2 separate regions of the Zea mays genome follow, and region 1 is linked to region 2. Evidence: chromatin contacts called from public Hi-C data. All regions are on one chromosome and are shown on one strand. Each heading gives the region's core, a stretch centred on a gene start, on an enhancer-like site or on the middle of the called end of the contact. The rest is flanking DNA. Distances are from core to core; before and after follow the strand shown.

What was found. A called contact is a pair of places that touch in the nucleus more often than the background predicts.
Region 1: a contact with region 2 is called in a Hi-C map of leaf, with 4 times the contacts expected there. The contact joins the promoter of LOC103626876 here to the promoter of LOC100280502 in region 2. A contact is called at or near these places in 6 of 25 Hi-C or Micro-C datasets (ear, leaf and tassel).

The regions. Positions count from the first base shown.
Region 1 is chr5:129,176,362-129,179,346 of Zm-B73-REFERENCE-NAM-5.0, reverse strand. LOC103626876 (probable pre-mRNA-splicing factor ATP-dependent RNA helicase) reads right to left here and starts at 1,555. Exons shown (of 2, transcript NM_001326564.1): 1 at 1-1,555. The coding sequence starts at 1,417.
Region 2 is chr5:129,042,088-129,045,078 of Zm-B73-REFERENCE-NAM-5.0, reverse strand. LOC100280502 (SNARE-interacting protein KEULE) reads left to right here and starts at 1,359. Exons shown (of 21, transcript NM_001153422.1): 1 at 1,359-1,607; 2 at 2,906-2,961. The coding sequence starts at 1,538.

The DNA.
Region 1 (2,985 bases), core at 306-2,805, 130 kb before region 2:
TGCTCTGCCCCTGCAAGAATGCTGGTTCATCCTCATTTAGCTCAATTTCAAGTTCTTCTTCTGCACCTTCCTCCTGGTACATCATACCATCCCCATCCTCATCAAACATTGGATAATCCCTCACATCCAGCACACCCGAGGCAATAAGCTGTTTTGCTTCCCACCTCTCTGGCGAGCTCATTCTCTTGAGTGGTCGTCTTGATGTTGGGGCTGCCTCATCCTCCTCCGTGATCACAATACCTGACAAACCCAACCTCTTGCCAGATCCCATGCCACTGCCCCTGCCACCAGATGGGTTCACCCTTGGTGCATCATCCCCACCTCGCTGCATCGGCAGGAGGTCTTTCCCAGTATCCTGATCGACATCCCGCATCGACAAACTCAACTTCTGCCCCTTCACCGAGACTACCTTCACATACACCTCCTGGTCACGCTTCACCACCTCCTTTGCATTGGCCACCCGCCTGCTAGCCATCTGCGATACATGAACAAGTCCCTCGTGGCCACCGCGAACATCATCAAGCCTGACAAAGCATCCGGTATCCATCACCCGGGTAACCCTCCCTCGGTACACCTGGTACAGCTCTGGCTCCCCACTGGGATTCGAAACAGCAACCTCCCTTCCCCTTCCTACATTGCCCCTCTCCTCTTCTTCATCATCTGCATACCTCCTGCTCCTCCCCAAGTCCCTAACTCTGTTCCTACCAGTATCTCTATCTCCATCGTGGAGGCGTTCCCCGTCACGATCCCGGACATGGTCATGATCCCTATCACGGCCATACTCACGGTCGCGCCCTCGATCCCTATCATGGCCATACTCACGGTCGCGCCCTCGATCCCTATCACGGCCATACTCGCGGTCGCGCCCTCGATCCCTGTCACGGCGGTCACGATCGTGGTCACGGCCACCGCGGTCTTGATCATGCTCACGGCCGCCGCGGCCGTAGTCCCGGTCTCGGCCTCTCCCATCCCAGCGGCGGTCGCGGTCGTCCCTCATCGGAGCAGGAGGGGCCGCATCGGCATCCCGCTCGAGCTCGAGGCGGAGGTTGCGGGCATGGTCGGGGTCGTCGGGGCGGGCGAGCCCGGGGAATTTGGCCGACTCCGCACCAGCAGGGCCCTCGGCGACGGTGGCAGCGCTAGGGTTGGAAGCAGTAGGCTGGAGGATGGCGTGGATGATGGTGAGGAGCGTACGGACGAAGTAGTCGGGGAAGTCGGCGCCCTTCTCCTTGAGCTTGGCGTCGAACTCGGGGACGGTTGTGGAGTCGCGGCCGAGCTCGGTGATGAACTCGGCCAGCACCTTGTCGCCGACGCCGATGTGGGTCTCGAGCTCGGAGCAAACTTTGGAGACCAGGGAAAGGTATTCGAGCTTCCTAAGCCCGTCATCGCCGGGACCAGCCTCCGCCGCCGCTGGCGCCATGGCTGAGGGTGGTGCTGGTGTCGGATCTAGGGCTTGGTCCGCGCTTCAAATTTATTCGGGTTGGGTTGGCCAGTTGGGTGAGAACTGTGGTGTGGTGTGGTGTGGTGTTGGCGTTGGGAGCGTCCCGGTTTGCTCCCGTGCTCGCTGTAGTTTTTTTTTTCATGGGTGGCTGGATTGTTTAAGATTTTTGCCATTATAAAACATGGCCGTTTCGACGAAACGGAGATGTTGGAAAGAGATTCGACGATATGGAATTATATAGAACGCGTAGCCGACGAAATAGACTCAAAATATTTATTAGCAAATGAGGAAACATTAACCCTCCTTCGTCCGAATCAGTCAGCGTCCGCCGGCTCGCCGTTAGTGCTTGTTGTCTCCGCCGCTCGTGAGGTGTTCTGGTGAGCTCTCTCCTCTCTTCTTCCTCCTCATTCTCCATTCCCCATTCTCTGTTTGTGGAATTCCTCGCTGACACCGGCAGCAGGTGCTTCCGCGCGGCGCTCGGCTCGACGAAGTCGTCGCTGCCGCTACCTACTGGCGCGTTGACAGAGCCTTTGTCATGGGCGGAGTGGCCAGGCTCGTGCTCGTAGGATGGAGGAGGAGGAGTCACGGCAAAGTCGCAGCGCGGGCTGTGTCCACGAGCGCGGCACGCACGGAGGAGTCCGGGTCCCTGACGCAGCGTAGCGCGGCGGCCAGGAGCCTGGGCACGAGCGGCGCGATGACGTCCCGCGGGTGCTCGCCGGCCACGAGCGCGAGCAGGCGGAGCGAGTGCCGCCGCAGCGGTGTCCTGTCAGTGGGCCGCGCTCCGTAGACCGCGGCCACGAACACCGGCAGCTCGTCGGCGTCCAGCTCGCGCGCGATCGCGTCCAGCTCGGACGCACCCATCACCTCCATGTCCCGGTCCGAGAGCCGCAGTAGGCAGCGGCTCACACGCTGCTTCATGGGCTCCCTCGGCGCGAGGCCCATGGTGCCTGGTGTAGCTTCACTGCTCCGTCAGAGGAGGTCAAGCCACTAGAGGAGGAGTCACGGCAAGGTCACGGCGTGACCTCCAGGTGCTAAATGGCCCGTCTCTACGCATAAAAGAGATTACGAGTCTATTTCGTCGGCTACGCGTCTTGTGTATTTCCATATCGTCGAATCCCCCAATGCCTCCATTTCGATGAAGCCGAATGTGCAGTATTTTACAATGGCAAAAATCTCTCGGTGGGGTGGGGTCGTGGGGGTGTGACTCATTTCATCCGTTCCTCTCTTTTCTCCCATTATTTATACTTTCTATTTATTTTTAAATATATTTCTCTCTAACCATTTTCTTATCTCTATTTACATTTTAACTAATTAATTAATTTTTATACATTAGTTTTTGAGTTTTAGAAAATTATACAATATTCATAGCATCATAATATATATTGTTATATGGTAGTTATACTTAAAAATGATTAATTTGGTAGGTCATAGTACTGATTAGTGAGCTTACCATTTAGAGCTAGTTTGGGAGGCACAAAACCGAAGGAATTGGAGGGGCTAGCACAAAAATGAATAAAAAGGGATGCTAGCCTCTCCAATCCTTTCGG
Region 2 (2,991 bases), core at 110-2,609:
AGATATATTGATACCAGATATGCGTCTATAAGAGTTGCCACAAATTTGCTCTACCAGCTCGTCCCGCAAGGCACGAGCATTTGCATCAGACATGGGGGGGGGGATCACTGCCAACGTTTGGTAACTGCAAAACACACCAAACACTGTGCTCAGTGATTGGAATCTCTTTTCCACCACCAATCTCTAATTTCATCGTTTCTGGGTTAAGCTTCCGCATCAGCCAGCTGAGCAACTTTCTGGACAATAAGTGCGACTTGAATCTCAGTAGGCCGTCAAACCCCTCGACAACTACTTCACTTTTCAATTCATCAGATAGAGCATTCACAAACTTTATAAACTTCCCAGGTGAGCATCGTATAGCTCGCGTCTTAGTTATACCCTTATTCTCATCGCCACCAACAATACCAACATTGTCGTCGCCAGAACCATCGCCGGCAGGAGCAAAATCTGGGTCTTGTTCATCATCACTTTTGGCATCTTGAATAGGAGACAAGGGGACTTTCAACCTTAACCTCTTCCTCCTTTCCTTCAATTCATTTTTATCTAATTGCTTTCTCTTGTTTTGTACACGAGGAGAGCGACAGACAGTATCAGCGCCTTGCTGGTCTGTGACATTATGTTCTTGATTCATTATAAAAACCACTGAAAAAATGAGAATTTAAAAAACATGAGGGCACAAACACATGGTACAGATTTCATAACCAAAAATTGCTAATCAACAAACTAAAACACACAGTACAAATAGGAACAAAAAATAGTTGTAATACACACTAATGCTGCAACACACATTAGTACTGGGACAGAATTGCCACATGCGACATAAGCCAGTTGCAACAAGACTGCTAAAATAATTACTACTGGGACAGTTGCAACAGTGAATTTAAACAAATAACTAGTTGTATACCAGCCACAGCCGAACCATTTGGTCGTGTACGATGCCACAAATGGTGCTCAACAGTCGCTTTAACGAAGAGAAGCGAATAACGATAGGATTAGAGAAACAACACTCTAAATACAGTGTCCGATTAACACTGTTATATTAAACAATATCGACTATACATATCTTATGTCCCATATCGTCTTTTTCACTTTCCACACATTGATTAGATGGTCGACTATCGGCAAGGTGCTAAATCATTTGCTTTCTGAACACGTGTTCCGTATGCCACCGCGATGAAGCTGTAACCAACTGATGAGACCTTTCCTAACCGTGGTTTACGTTGGAGGCCAAGTGACCAACCCAACAGCAGGGCTGTTATCCAAAAAAAAAAAAAACAGCATCAGGGCGGTAGCGTAATTTCCCTGGCCGGTTGCGGCCGACGACCTCTTCGAGAGAACGAACGATTCTTCCTCCCGTTTGCTTCCCCTGCCCGCACTCTGCCTCGTCAATCTCGCTCCGCGTCCCGCTTCCGCTGTTGCTTTCGTCGCCATCTCGCTCCGGTCCCCGCCGCTGCTCCAAGTGGGAGCCAAGTCATCTCTCTGGCCGAAGATCCAGGTTGAGTCGGCGTCGCCGGCAGAGGCAAGAGACTCCGGCGCGATGTCGTTGGACTCGGAGGCTTCCTCGCAGGGTGGGGACTACCGTAGCTTCCGCCAGATCACGCGAGATCGTAATCCCTCTTCCCATCCTGATTTCGATTTGCTTGCTCGCTGTCTCGCTGCTGCTGGAAATGGATCTGGCAAAGTTGCTCGCGGAGCTGGAAATACCGGCATGCGGTTTGTTGCTCTGGAGTGTAGACCTCTACTCTCAGTATATACGGCGTAGTGACCTTTTACGTGCAAAGGTGCTTAACCCTGCATTGGCTTTGCCAACTGAGTGACGGCTCGTTGGTTTCGCCACACTTCTGGCTTCAGTGTGTCGATACCTTGATCAAGAGAGTAGTGACACTACAATGAAGTGGGCTGTGCTCTCTTCAGCACTAGTAGCACTGTAGCAAAACAATTTGATACCTGATAGAAGTAACATGGCCAAAGTTTTACTTGGAAAATCAATTAAGTTATTGGATTGAATATAGGCAAGATATAGGCCCTCTTTGGATCCATCGGCTGATAGTAGTTAGCTAGCTAATAGCACATAGCTAATATTAGCTAGCTAACTATTGGCTAGCTAACTATTATCAGCTAATTGATAGGGTTGGGTTGACGGTCCACCTATTAGTTAATTATCTGATTTGATCCAACTAGTGAGATAGTTATTATCTAGAGGTCCAGCTAACAATCAGCTAGTCTATTATTTATACCTGTTTGGATCCAAAAGAGAATTATTAGCAGATAGCTACTATCTACGGGGAACCAAACAGGGCCATAGTGACACTGTTGGGCTAATAGCTTTTGAAATATGAGGGATTGTTGTAACAATTTGCTAGTTCCATATGGGCTTGTTCCTTGTATTGTTTGCTTATGGATGTGTGTACTCACTGCTGCCCAGTTTGTTTGTTTGTTTTTGTATCCATGAGTCATGATTCACTTTGAACCTCAAAATGTGAAACTTGTAAAATAATATGCCCTTTTCAAATTTGTTCAGGATGGGCATTTATGAACAACTGTGATCTTGTTATACATATTTTATGGAAAAATTCATGTAGTATTGCCTAAAAGAGGATTCTTGATATGAAGTGGTTTTCATGCATAGGTAGCAGTTGTACCGATCCACCATTCTGAACAGATGCTCGTTATTAACAATTTTTTAAGTATCCATTCGATAGTTTGTAATCTAGCATCTTTGCTCACTGTATCATGTGCAGTCTTGTTTGTTTTATTTAACTTCTTACATATGTATCGGTGGGCCTTTTGCAGCTACTTATGTTTGTGTTTACTAATATATTGCATATACCGACTTGCTTGAGACTAAAGAATTTTGTTGTTACTGCTGCTGAATTCATAAATATTTGTGCTTTGACAAATGCAGGTTTATTATTTGAAATGCTCAGATCAACTAGGAAGAATTCGAAATCAACATGGAAGGTATTTTTTTCCAGTGACCATTTTTACTAA